2 separate regions of the Muntiacus reevesi genome follow, and region 1 is linked to region 2. The links are chromatin contacts, called in public Hi-C maps. All regions are on one chromosome and are shown on one strand. The core of a region is the stretch at or near the end of the contact, and the rest is flanking DNA. Distances in the headings are between cores, read along the strand shown. Region 1 holds the start of LTBP4 (latent transforming growth factor beta binding protein 4). Region 2 holds the start of CCNP (cyclin P).

Evidence for each region. A called contact is a pair of places that touch in the nucleus more often than the background predicts.
Region 1: a contact with region 2 is called in a Hi-C map of blood, with 2.3 times the contacts expected there. The contact joins the promoter of LTBP4 here to the promoter of CCNP in region 2. A contact is called at or near these places in 2 of 3 Hi-C or Micro-C datasets (blood and muscle).

Annotation. Positions count from the first base shown.
Region 1 is chr2:261,752,548-261,759,601 of mMunRee1.1, forward strand. It overlaps LTBP4 (latent transforming growth factor beta binding protein 4), which reads left to right and starts at 2,566. Exons shown (of 33, transcript XM_065926130.1): 1 at 2,566-2,729; 2 at 4,537-4,595; 3 at 4,760-4,898; 4 at 5,403-5,512. The coding sequence starts at 2,581.
Region 2 is chr2:261,481,531-261,488,693 of mMunRee1.1, forward strand. CCNP (cyclin P) reads right to left here and starts at 1,368. Exons shown (of 6, transcript XM_065919364.1): 1 at 1,087-1,368. The coding sequence starts at 1,368. AKT2 (AKT serine/threonine kinase 2) reads right to left here. Exons shown (of 14, transcript XM_065926109.1): 14 at 5,215-7,163.

The DNA.
Region 1 (7,054 bases), core at 1,316-3,815, 270 kb after region 2:
TCAGAAAATCTAGAATACAAAAGAGATTTGTTTGTTTTTGTTTTTAATACCAAGGTAAAACCCTGTGTGTGAGCACATACAATGGAGGAAGCTTCTGGAATGCCAGGACTCTAGAACTCTGAGAGATTCTGAAGGATTGAGATCAGATCAGGATCCAGGAGCGACATAGAAACAACCCTGGGGGATAGTAGCAGTGATAGGGAGGGACTGGGAGCTGGGAACTCCAAATTCTGGGGGGAGGGGAAGCCAAAGCCATCCCCGGAAGTTGCAGTGGTGAGCCAGAGGCTGTTGCCTAGCAACGAGCATTGAAGATGCCCTGAATCCCAAGCAGAAGGGAGAAATTTCGGCAGCGCCCCCAGCAAATGCTCCAGCTACAGGGTAGGAGATGGGGAGGGGGGCAACGGGAGCAGGGCCACATCGTCCTGCAGGGCCATGTTAGCAGGGATCGTGGGAGCCACACGAAGACAGGGACACAGCACATTCAGTGGGCAGAGCCGGGCACTCCATCATTGAGCAGGGGCAGCCCACGGATGTCCCTGAGTGGGGCCTGAGTGCCATCATTACTGCTACAAGAGGCTGTGTGTCCTGGACAGTGTGTGTGCGTCCAGACTTCTGGGTGGCAGTGTTGGGTGGAGACTGTGGGTGGCGGTGATTGTGTGCGTGTGGCTGTGTGAGTCAGCCCGTATGCCTCAAGGTAAGGAGGGAGGGTGAAGAGACCCTCTGTCCCCCTCGCACACCCCTTGGAAGAAGGAGTTGGGGATGAGGTCAAAGCTGAATTGATTGCTGTTCTTAGTCTGAGGTCAGCCCTTTGCTCAGGCCTGGTACCCTGTGTGGGTGGAGCCTGGGATCTACTCAGGGTGGGGCAAAGCTTACAGAACTGGAAACCTTAGGGTTTGGAACCCCTGGAGGGGGAACAAGAAGAGGGTAGGGTTTGGCACCCTAAGTGTGGAGCCTCAGCCTAATTCTTGTGGGAAAGGATTTGATCTGAAACTCAAAGGAGAAGGGATGGGGAACTGGGGTTCAGGCTCTAAAGCGCTGATGCCTTTGGAAGAAGAGAGACGGGGTTTTTAATTCCAAGAAAAGTGGAGCCTTGAATTTATAATGAAAGGACTGGGCTGGACTTGACACCCTCTGTGTTGCAGGGTTGTGAGCAAGGCTTGGAGCCCTAAACCCACTAAAGTGGGAGCAGGTGGGGACTAAGGCCCCTTGTGACTTGGTGCTCCCAGTGGTAGAGGTCCCTAGAAAGGGAGGGGACTGGAATTCTTTTTTTTTTTTTTTTCCTTTCAATTATATTTAGTTTTGACTGTGCTGGGTCTCCATTGCTGCATGGGCTTTTCTCTAGTGAGGCACAGGGTCTATAGCATGCGAACTTCAGTAGTTGCAGGATGTGAACTCAATAGCTGCAGCTCCCAAACTCTAGAGCACAGGCTCAATAGTTGTGCACAGGCTTCGTTGCTCCGAGGCATGTGGGATTTTCCTGGATCGGGGATAAAATCCATGTCTCCTGCTTTGGCAGGCGAATTCTTTACCACTGAGCCACCAGAGAAGGCCTGGGACTAGAATCCTTTAAGGAGAAAAAGTCTGCAATTCTGGGAGCGTGCTCTCAGCTTTTAAAAATTCAATCAGGGAAGCAGGTGTGGTACCCTCTGGGGGGGAGTGGAGAGGGGTGCAAATAGGGGAGCAGAGAATTAGGGGCAGAAGCTACAACCTTCCTAGGAACAAGCTATTGTTTGTCAAGTCTGGAACCCCTGAAATACAGGGCCTTGAGAAAGGACCAATCCTGTGGGAGGATGTAGAGTCGGGGTACTGTCCGGGGGGCGGGACCTGGAGCTCAGTGCAGCATTAGAATTAGCCCCCAGAATCCTGAGTCTCTCGCGTAAGAAGTGGGCACCCGTGGGGTCTTCCGGAATCTACCCTCGTCGGGGAGCAAATTCTGATGGATTTCTCCCAGGACTGTGAGCCGAGAGATAAGGTCTTCCAGAGGGAGTCTAGTTTAAGGGAACCCGGCTTCCCAGGTGTCTCAACGGTAAAGAATCTGCCTGCAAACCAGGAAATGCAGGAGACGCAGGTTCTATCCCTGGGTGGGGAAGATCCCTTGGAGGAGGGCATGGCAACCCACTTCAGTATTGTTGCCTGGAGAATCCCATGGACAGAGGAGACTGGCGGGCTACAGCCCATAAAGTCTCACAGAGTCGGACACGACTGAAGCGACTTAGCAAGCTTTCACGCCTGCCACCTACGCATCGACTAAGAGGAGCCCCAGCAGCTCCACACTTGTGGCCTCTCCTTTAAGGCAGGATTCACTGAGCCACTACCCACCTCGGCATTGAAAACTTCGGGCCCCAGCGCCCCCCGCCCGGCACCTGTCCACGTAGCCCCACCCCTGGCGTCTCCTGATTGGCCGTGTAGGCAGCGCCCCCTAGCGGCACCGGGCTCTGATTGGCGGGAAGTTCGCAGCCCGCGACAGGGGGATTGTGGAGAAAATGAGTCGACCTCCGGCGGGGGCGGGAGGCGGGGCAGCGCCGAGCCGGACCCGCTGGACAGACGGGCCGCCTGGAGCCCGACTCCACGCCGGACACGATGCGGCTGCCTGGCCCCAGCGGCCGCCGCCCCCTCCTGCTGGTGCTGCTGCTGCCGCTCCTTGCAGCCGCCGCCACCGCCGCCTCCGCCGCCGGCCCCAGCCCCAGCCAGGCCGTCGAGGTCGCGGCGATCCCGGGCCGTCCGGCCGGGTAAGCCCCGCTGCGGCCCCTTCGTCCTTGTGCCCCCTCCACCCAATAAGTCTGGCGGTCCAGGAAGACCAGGACTTTCGGATTTAGGGGAACATGTACCCACTGCTTCGTGATAGGGATGAAGAACCAGGGCTCTTGGATTTATTAGGGCCCTCTATTTTGTAGGGGTTAGAATCCGAGGTGTATTGGGGTTCTAAGCGGTGGGACTCCCCTCCGGTGCGGTAGAGACGGATGTGGCTCCAGGAAATTCTAGAGTTTATTTGGAGCAGGGTCCCAGTTTGTATGGGGATGGGGCTTTGGGTTCTCCTAGGATGATAGATGGGTGGGGCCGAGCTGGGATGGGGTCCCCAGGTTTCTGGGATGCTTAAGGAGAAAGAGTATGGGAGGTTATCTTGGCGCTTTAAGCAGGAGTTGAGACGTCCTGGTTTTCTGGGGTTTGGGAATGCTTGAATTAATTAATAGAGACCTTTTCCTATAAGACTTGGAGTTTGGTGTTGATGGCGGAGGGGCTTGTGGGAAATTGTGCGGAGGTGTGGTGAGGGGGTGCTCAGATTTCATGAGGGTTAAGGATGCTTTAGTTGCCTAGAATTAGAGGATTCCGGGCTTGAATGAGGTACCAGTGATTTCGCGGCAAGAGATCCAGAATTTCGTATAGATTTGGGAGTTATAGCCACTCTTCCTGTCTACGGGTGACGAGATCGGAGGAAACAGTCTGCCCAGTACCCCCACCCCCCGCCCTGCGGCCCAGCGCTCCGTTACAAAGGCCCCGGGCTCCGCTCCCGCCTCGGTCTCTGCGAATACGTTTAGTAACCCGAGCCGCGCCGGGGGCGGGGCTGGGAAGGGGTTAACCCGGAGAAAAGGCGGGAGGGAATGACGGCAGGATCGGGGGTCAGGGAGGCTCCCACCCTGGCCGCCCCCTTCTCTACCGGGCCCCACCCGTCTAAAAAGAGTCCATACGGCCGACGTCCCCTTCGCAGCATCCCCCGCTGCTCCTCTCTCCTGCCCTGCGCACGCGCCCACGGCCCTCGTCCCCCTTAGCCTGGGAATAATGGATTTGTCTGGGGGGCCCCTGGGTTGCGACACACTTGCGCCCAAGCTGAGGGCTCCGCCGGCCAGAATCGGAGACCCTCCCGGCGCGGAGATTCCTCCGAAGAACGACTCCTTCCTCGTGGTCAGGCGGGAAACTGAGGCCCAGGGACCAGGAGACTCTGGCTCCAGGACACACAGCGTGGAAGGGCAGGAACGGGCTAGAACTCAGGCCTCGGGATTCTCAGTGCTGGGCTGTGGCTCCTGTATCCCTGTCCACCTCTGCACCCCGCTGGACCCACAGTCAAAAGAGGACTTCCCTCCCCAGCCGTTGAGGCCTGTGGACGTGGCGCCATCTGCCGGCAAACTGCGGGATGACGGCTGAGTCCAGGACAGGGACGTGCGGGGAGGGCGGGGTTCTAGATTCCCAGAGCCGGCTTGGAAGTGCGCTTAGAAACCTTCTCTGAGTCTCTCTCTCTTTAAAAAAAAAAATCATTTTTAAAAAAGACATTAAAATGTCTTTTCCAATAATTCCTTACCCACAAACACTTCAGAAGAAAAACAAACGTGAGGTTGCTGTGACCTTTACCCAAACCAATTTGCCTCCCATTGTACAGATGGGGAAACTGAGGCATCGAGCGACGTGCCTCAAATTGGTCACATAACAACCCCAAGCACCCTCCAGCCTTATCTTGGCTTCCCCTCCCCTATCCCTCACCGCTGTCCTTTGGGGAGGTCTATAGTGCTAGGGGCTTAGTGACTTCCATCCCTCTATTTATAGTGTTCTTGCTTGTCGCTGCTGCCCAAGCCGATCGCCCAGGAGGAGCCGCTGCTTTAGAGGTGGGTTCTTGTAGGCGGAGTATAGGTTGGAGGGGAAAGATGGTAGAAGCAGAGGAGCTGGGGGTGGGGGGGTCCCTTCCTCATCCCTCACCCCAGCTGGAGAGCTGGATGAAAGAAGAACTCGGTTGCCTCCTTTTCCACTTAGTCCCTGGCTGTCTCTGAAGCCTCCTGCAGGATCCGGAGCTGCCGGCCCGAAAAGTGTGCAGGCCCTCAGCGGTGCCTGGCTCCAGGGCCCCCAGAGCTGCCGAGCCCCAGCCCCAGCGTGAGGAAGAGACAGGTGTCCCTTAACTGGCAGCCACTGACGTGAGTGTGTGACCCTCTCCTGCTAGATGCTCCCAACCCCGCCATTTCCAGCACATATCCCTCTGCTCCCTGGGTCTCCTTTTCCTTGCTCTCTCTTTCTACCAACTTATGTCTCTGTTTTCTATTTCTCCTTTTCTTGCCTATTGCTGTCTCTAGGCCTTCCGTTTCTCTCTCTCTGTCTCTGTCTCCGTGTCCTTATTGGTCCCTTGCATCTGTCTCTCTCTATTGGTTCTTTGCCTCTGTCTCTTTCTCTCATAGTTACCTGCCTCTTTCCTCTGTCTTCTCTCTCTCTCCCTCCCTCATCCCGGTTTATCCCACTGACTTTGTTCTTCCTAGCCTCTAAAGAATGTTCCAGGCCTGATCCCCAGAAAGAGATGGAAGGGGGATGCAGAGCCTCTACTGGAAGACCTCCTGATGTAGGAGGTCCCTTCCAGCTGCGGGAGCTGGGGGGAGGGGGTCAGCCTAACCGTGGTGACAACTCCTTCTCTGCCCCCTCCCACCCAGGCTGCAGGAGGCCCGAGCCCTGCTGAGGCGACGGCGGCCCCGCGGGCCGGGGGCCCGGGCATTGCTGAGAAGGAGGCCCCCAGAGCGCGCCCCTGCCGGCCAGTCCCGGGGTAAGAACATCCGCCCTTCCTCCGCCGGGTTGGGGGGGGCGGTGAGGGGGGATGGGGGGGTTCCGGGCCAGATAAAGCCGTCTGGTTCCCACGGTGCAGCCGCCGCCTAGCCGCCCCCCACTGTAGCTCAGCACCCCTCCCCAGGACTCAGCCTCCTCTAGGGACCCCGGCGTCCGGCTGCGAGAGGTGAGTCCGGGACAGGACCAGGCGCGGGCCAGAGGCGCTGACCCGCGGGGGTGGGGCCAGGAAGCCAAGCGTCCGGGCTCCCCGCGACCGAAGAGGGGGGCGCTGTCCCGGCCGAGAGCGCCCGAACTAGCCCAGACAACAAAAGCGATTGTGCGGGTTGGCGCCTGCCAGGTCACCGAATGCCCCCAATTGCGGGGCGGCTAGGGGCCAAAGGCCTCCCACTGCTCTTCCGACCCTCCTCCCGCCCTCCTCCTGCTCCAGCTTTCAGCCCCTGGGCTAGCACACCCCCTAGTCTCCGCTACCCTCAAAAGTCTCCCTCCTGCTGTGGCCTTCAGCCCAGATGTGTCCCCTCCTCCCTAAAGTCTTCCAGATGTGGGCCTTCCGCCAGATGTGAGGACCCCCGCCCACCATCTCCCTCCACCGTTTCCCCTAATCCATTCTGACTTCTCCTCCCAGGAGTGAGGGTCCCGGTCAGACGTGACTGCATCCTCAAGTGGGCCCCTCCAGCGTCCTGCCCACCGGGCAGACCCCCAGTCCCTTCGTGTGCCCAGGTGCACCGACCCTTCTCCTCCCCCCCAAGATGTGCCACCTGGCTGCCCAGATGTGCCATGACAATCGCCTATCCAGATGAAGCCCCTGTCTCTGTGACTGAGGCGGAGGCAGCCTTTAGTCTTCTCCCCAAATGCGGCCCCCACTCCTCTTTCCTCCTTAAGGACAGCCTGGTCTGGGGTGGGGTGTGGGGGGACCGGCCCGCCCCCACCTGTTGCCTTCCCCGCCGCTCCCCTGCGGGCCCCATTCACTTGTTGGTGCGGGGCGGGAGCAGAGGGGGCGCCCCCCTCCCCGCTCCGAGTCTAGCGCCCAGCCTGCGCGCCTCTGGCTGCGCGCCCAGCCCCACGCGCCCCCGCGCGGCCGCCGGGGAGGGAGTGGTGGGGAGGGGGGGCCTGAGCGGGGGCGCGGCCGCCCTCCCCCGCGGGCGGGCGGGCGCGGCCGGGCCCCTCGGGCGGGCTGGGGCGGCGGCGCGGCGGAGCGCGGCGCTGCAGCCATGGCGGGCGGCGCGCGGCTGCTCTGGGTGTCGCTATTGGTGCTGCTGGCGCTGCTCCGGCCGCAGCCCGGGCTAGGTCGACCCCGAGAGCGCCTCCGCGTGCGCTTCACCCCGGCCGTGTGCGGCCTGAGCTGCGTCCATGGGCCCACCGGCCCCCGCTGCACCCCGACCTGCGCGCCCCGCAACACCACCAGCGTGGACAGCGGCGCGCCCGGCGGGGCGGCCCCGGGGGGACCCGGCTTCCGCGCCTGTGAGTGCGGGGTGGTGGTCCCGAGGGAGGGGTTCCCGGGGGGAGGAGGAGGATCCCTGGGAAT
Region 2 (7,163 bases), core at 118-2,617:
TCTTTCTAAAGTATAAATCTGACCAAGGAACTCTCCAGCTTAAAACCCTTCTGTGGCTTTCAGTACCCTTAAGAGAAAATCCTAATTGCCCTGACTCCGGCCCTGCTCCAGCATCACCTATCCCCTCTCTCCCCCCAAAACCCACACTTAAGCTACTTCTTTTGGTCCTGGACTCTGCCAGCCTCATTCCTACCTCAGGACCTTTGCACTTATGTGCCAGTTGAAATGGTCATTCCCCACTCCTTGCATTTCTGACTTCTCAGTCCTTCCAGTCTCAGCTAAAATTTCCCCAACTTTTTATATACTTTTCCGTGCACCCTATCTTCTCTATCTCATCGCTTTATTTTACTCATGGTATTTTCAGCCTGGAGATATCTAGTGTTTACTTCAAAGTTTTGTCTTTTTGCCCCCACTAGACTGGCAGCAGGGCAGGGATTTCTGTCCAGATCACAGCTATTTTTTGGTTCCTAACAGAGACCCTGGGGTGGGAGAGATGCTCACAAGATGTTAAATAAACCGCATCCCTTCAGTATTTCTTCTGGCAATGCCTGTCTCAGACAGTATCTGGGGACAACCATAGCCTACGTTTTGGTTTTTGTGGCCCTTCTGAAATTATCGCCTACATTTGCTTGTTTGTCTCCGCTCATTGAGGCAGACTGTCTTGTGTTGTCCATCACAGCATCCCCAGTGCCTAGAACACGCTCAGAAACATTTGTTAATAACTCACTGAATCATTGATAAGTGGGTTAATGTGAGGGTCTACGCAGTACCAAAGGAGGGGCTGCAAACAGCTAGGGAGGCTGGGAAAGGGCATTCCACACAGGTACAGTGCAAGAGAAAAAGGCCAAGAAGTTGTGGGTGGCAGCGCTACAAAGGCTGCAAAGTCAGCGGGAAGTGACGTGAGAGGCTGGTGAGGTGGGAGTTAGGGAAGACTTGTTGAGTGGGTGCTGCGAGAGAGAGTCAGCTTTGGCTTCCTCCAACCCGAACGTCGCCTCTGCTACCCTCCACAGATGTGGGCGGCGTTAGAGTTGCCCAAAGCCCGCTGGTCCACGAGTGTTCTCCCCACCCCACCCCACCCCCACTCACCATGACTTCGGCGAAGATGTCCCTGGCGTACTCACGTTCTCCCTCCAGCCCCAGCGCGCTCAGAGCCTCCTCCAGCCCCGGTGGCGCGCAAGGCCCCAGGGACCTCTCCGGGCGTCTTGGGGAGATGCTCCTGCCCCCCGGGACGCCGTCAGGGATTGAGGTGCTCCGAGGTTCTGGGTCAAGGGACGCGTTTGGACTCTGCAAGGGAGAGGGGCTGGGGTCAAGAGCCTGGAGAGGCCCAAGCAGAGAGGTGGGAACCTGGCTCCTGTATCTCACCAGCATCCTTTGAGCTGGCGTCAAGCCGAGCGCCTGCCTCTTCCTGCTGGAGTGGAGGACCCGCGACAGGTGCTTTAAATGCGCATGGGCGCATGCGTGCTGAGCACGCTTCGCCTGGGCAGGTGCAGAGGCAAAGACGAAATGCTACACAGGCTGGCTTTGCCCCATCCAAACTCTCTAGGTCGGGCAGATGGTTCAAACCCTCTTTCTGCTACTTACTATGTGATCAAAAGCCGGCCCTGTGAGCCTCACTCTCCTCAGCGATAGAGTAGGGATTTCAAAACTTACCCGACACAGTGGTCCTGAGGAATTTGTAAGATTGTTAAATGTACAGCACAGGGATTAAAACCTTAAAAGCTCAAGGCACGGGAGCTATAAAATCGTAACAAACACTGATAGAAGGCCTCTGTCCCCTGTGGTGGGTATTCAGGGATGAGCCCATGGTCGTTGCCTTTACCAAACCCACAGCTTCCAGTGGAGCTGATCCTCACGAGTCACCGACGATCAGTCTGGGTTAGTGCAGGGGCCTCTTCACTGCTTTTCCTGTAGCCACCGTCCACAATCGCCACCCATTGTGCAGCTAGAAACGATGCTGTGACCCCTAATACATCACATCATCCTCTGCCTCTGTTCAAAACATTGCGGGCTCCCATAGCCCTCAAGTTGAAAGTCCAAGAGGCCCTATATCATCTCCCACCCCCAAACATACCTTCGAGCCCATCTCCTATCCCCCTCACTCACTCCTCTCCCATCACACTGGCTTCCTGGCTCAGCCTCACCCACACCACACACAATTCTACCTCAGGGCCTTTGCACTGGCTGTTCCCTCTGTCTGGAACCTCCTCCCTCAGAGATCCTTCACCTCCTGCAAAGTGTTTCCTCAGATACCTCCTTCTGCATGAAAAGCGACATCCTGAGCATCTCCTGTTCCCATTCTATGCACATACTCTTGCCTTAGCATTTACTGCCTTACTTGCTGTCTCCCTCCTGACTAGACTGTGAACCCCATGAGGGCAGGGCCTGTCTAGGTTTTGTTTTTATTGCTGCATTCTCAGTGCCTCAAGGCGACTTGCCAGTGTCAGTACATTAATATTTGTTGAATGAATGAGTGAACACACAGGAAGGGCCTCTCTGAGGAGGTTATGTTGAAACTGAAACCTGTAAGAGGAGCCAGAAATGCAGATAGAGGATAGAATGTTCCAGGTGTGTGTGTGTGTGGGGGTGGGTGGGTGGGTGGGGGAAGCATGAGCAAAGACCCTGAGGCAGGAGAGCTTGCTATTTTCAGGCAGGGAGAGGTCAGCGAGGTGGGAAAAGTGAACAAAGAGTGTGAGATGCTGGACCAGTGGCTTCCAGTCATACTTAAAACTCAAACATCTTACCTTGGGCCCAAGGTCCTTTTGGTCCATTGTTACCTGTTTAACCTCATTTCCTTCTACTCTTCCTATGCTTTCACTCCTTGAGACACTCTGTCTTTATGTTCCCCAAACACATCAGACACCTGCCTGCCTCAGGACCTTTGCACTTGCCGTTCCTGTTGCCTGAACCCAATGAGAACCGGGATATGTATATGCTCAGAGGACCTCTACGCAGTGGGAGGCAGACCTCAGACATAGTGCGGGTTTGGTTCCAGACCACCTCAGTAAAGCAAATATTGCAACAAAGTGAGTCATACACATTTTGTCTTGTTTCCCAGTGTATGTAAAAGTTGTGTACACTAGTCTATTGTGTGCAACAGTATTATGTCTAAAGAAAAAAATGTGCATACCTTAATTTTAAAATACTTTATTGAAAAAAAATGCTAATCATCATCTGAAAACAGGGTTGCCACAAACCTTCAGTTTGTAACAACAAAAAAATGCAGTCTCTGTGAAGCACAATAAAATGACATATGCTGTAACAAAATTACTACAAGGGGAAAGTAGTAACTTTACAGAGATGATATCTGACAGACACCTTAACTGAGGAATTTGTCATCACCAGAAACAGAACAGATTGCCTATATACTTCCTGATAGGATATACCAAGAAGGGCACCTCATTTCAAGGAAGTTCTTTCACAAATAGCTTACATATAACCACAAAGAAACATCAGACCACAAACCCTGATCAAGAAGCATTCTTCAAAACAACTAGGCTTCCCAGGTGGCTCAGTGGGTAAAGGATTTGCCTGTAAGGCAGGAGACAGGTTCGATCCCTGGGCCAGGAAGATCCCCTGGAGGAGGGCATGGCCACCCTCTCCAGTATTCTTGCTGGGATCCCATGGACAGGAGTCTGGTGGTCCACAGTCCAGGGGGCCATGGAGTCAGCCACGACTGAAGCGAGTAAGCACAGCCACACTGCCAAGTAACTGTCCTGTGAGCTTCAAACCAGACAGTGGAAATGCAACACGTTAAGTCTGGACTGAGTCGTTGGCCAGGACTTATTTTCTTTTGTATTCAGGGACCCTAATGTGATCATTAATGAAAATCTGATTAAGGTCCAAGAGAAAATCGTTGTCTCAATGTTAACTTCTGAACTTTGGTAACTAGACTGTGGTTAAGAGAATGTGCTGGTATGGGGACAGACATATAAATATATAGGGGGCGAAGTCAACGCAGGATGTCACGGGGAACCTCCGGGAAGGGCAGGTGAAAATTCTTTGTATTTTTTAAAAATAAAATTTTGGAGATTCATGGAAAGTTGTAAAGAGGACAGAGTTCCCATATACCCCATACTCACTTTCCCCTATGAATACTTTAGTTTGGCCTCTTTGTCACAATTTAGTAAGCCAGTATGGACACAGTATTATCAAACCCATGCACTCTTCAGGCTTCCTGAATTTTTACCTAGTGTCTTCGCTGTCCTAGGACCTCATTGGCTTCCTTTGGTTGACGGCTTCTTAGGCTTCCTTTTTTGGAACCTTGACAATTCTAAGAACCTGTGGTTAGGTCTTTTGCAGAACATTCCTCAGTTGGAATTTTTCTGGTGGCTATCTTCGATTAGATCGAGAGTATGCGTTTTAGGGAGAAAGAGCCCAGGGGTAAAGTAACATTCTAATCGCCTATCAAAGGCGCACACTGCCCACATGATCCACTACTGTGATGTTGACCTTGATCACCTGGCTGACATAGCTTCACTTTCTCCACTGGAAAGCTACCTTCCCCCACTTTTCACACTGTGCTTTGGAAGTGTCTTTGCAGCCCGTATCAGAGGAATGGTGGTAGTGGTGGTGGTGGTGTTTCCCCCACTTGGAGGCAGAGTATCTACAGAAATTATCTGGAAGTCTGTGCAGGTATGTCTCTTCCCACCATATGTCATTGCCATCAGCACAGACTCATTTATTTTACCCCTTGGTAAACCAGTATTATGCTATTTATTGTTGCTCAAATTGCTTTCACCTGTGGCCACTGGGGGATATTCCCCCTTGGCTCCCATGCCCCTTCACCTGCCCCATCAGTGAGGTTTTGGTTTCAGCAGGTCCTTACGTTCCAGCACAAGATGCTCTGAATTCATCTTGAACATTTCCTGCTCCAGTCCTAGAATCACTGTGGTACTAATTTTGAAAGTTTCAAAAGTTTTCAAAGGACCCGCAGTTACTTCAAAATTAAAAATTTAAAACACTCCAATCGCTACACTTTGGGGAAAAGCTATCTGACATGTATTAAAATACAGCAACTCTAGAATGTAGGCCACAAAAATTTTAAAAGCACAAGCGCAGTATGATGGATTGTTACACTGAGGTTTATTACATTATTGCTGACAGCAGCAAACAAACTGGAAAGTAAATGTTTGCCATGGGGGGGGGGGGGGCGGGGGGCAGCTGAGTTGGCTGAGGCACCTCCACCTGGAGAAAGAAGTTTGTGAAGCGGCTGGAGGTGTGATAACAGTGTCCACAAGGAGTCCCTCAGAGGCAAAACAGAAGCTGAGAAAGGATCTCGTTTCTACCAATGACCCAGCACGGCCTACTGGTGTTGGTGCACCGGCAGGAGGCGGCTAAGATGCAGCAGGATGGAACCCAGCAGCTTGACGTCATAGGCACAGGGGTGACGTGAGGGCCAGAACGACTGCTCAAGTGCTCAGGGCCAGGGGTGGTTCTGACTTCCCTCCTCCTTTCACAAAACTTGTGAAACTGTCTACACGCACATGACAAAAGATCAACCTATTCAAACGTTAATTTTCATAATTGATGGAATTCTATTAAAATTCTTCCCTCTAAATCGCTTCGGGAAAAGTTCTGCCAGTGACACAAGCACCACCAGGAGGTCCAAGTGGATATGTTGAATGGAGGGCGGCAGCTGAGCAGCCTCTGGGAGCCCGTCCGTGGACGCGAGACAAGCGCTAACTGGCTGAGGTAGATGCGGGTCGGACCCACACGGAGGTCTGAGTGACAGTGTGGTGTGACAAGAAACGGGCGCTGGTCACCTCCAGGGGCTGCACCAGAAGGCCTTATTAAAAGAAAAAACTTCTCTTCATGAGTGTAGTTGCTATTAGAAGGCTTCTCTTTATAAGCCTCTCTGCCGTTTCTCAAATGGCCACCATTACACACTTTTATAGCTCAATAACATTCGTATAAAATTAGAAAACAGAATCTCTTGAGTTTTTGTTCTAGGATCTGATTTTTTTCTCTACTCTCATTTACGACCTCAAAGACTCCAGGTGTGTGAAGGCCAACACCTTCTGGCAAAATCTGACATTAAATTCATCTGTGCCAGGGCTCAGCAGGGGCAGCCCTGGCCCGGTGGCTGCAAGGAGCTCCAGGATCAAAGGGCCAGGCGCCAGAAGGGCGCAGAGCCCCGAGGGTTATGAACCCACCTGAGGTGCCCCCGGCTGACAGCCACCACACATCCCACTGATCCTCTGACGACTGTATTGGACAAGTGACTTCCCCGGTGGCTCAGACAATAAAGTGTCTGCCTACAACGTGGGAGACTTGGGTTCGACCCCTGGGTCGGGAAGATCCCCTGGAGAAGGAAATAGCAACCCACTCCAGCACTGTTGCCTTGAAAATCACATGGACGGAGGAACCTGGTAGGCTACAGTCCATGGGGTCACAAAGAGTCAGACATGACTGAGTGACTTCACTTTTTTTTTATCGGAATTGGGGGCCATAAATGAGAAGGCGTGTGCAGGCAGTGTCCCCGGCTAGGAAATGAGTCCACTCCCTCCCACATTGGCTCCCAGGGCCCAGCCCTTCCACCCATCTCTCCACCCCGCCTCTTTTTGCCTAAACAGTTCCTGGGGGACTAGAATGGTCTCTGTCCACTGTGCCCCCAGTCCAGGCACCTTCCAAAAACTCGTCACCAGCTCCCCAAAGTAACCTCCATGCCCCAGTCTGAGCTTGAGCACCCCAGGTGCCTCCTCCGCCCACTTCCCACCTCGTGGCTCAACAGGCCCCGTGACCACAGCAATGGGAGCAGGAGGCAGCCGGTGCCAGGAGCTGGACCCGGGAAGCAATGAAAGGCGGGGGTGGTGGGCCCCAGTCTGAAATGAGTGTCTTTATTGCTTGTACCGTACAAATACGAGGAGATGGGGACAGGCCAGTGGGGAGGAGGAAGAATTGTCAGATTAACGACATACACACACAGGAAAGAAGAACCCCACCCACCCAAACCCACCCCCGCCCCACCCCAGAATGTCTCTCTGTGAACTACCTACAGGAGGTGGGGTGGGGAGAGCAAAACCACAAAAACTAAAGTCCAAACACCCAGAGATGTTGGGGGGCGGGGGGGGCAGGGCAACAAGTGGACCGCAGGCGTGGCTCCCCTGCTAGGCCAGCGCCCCTCCCCCTGGGGATGAAGTGCTTGAGCCAGGGGCGGGGCCCGA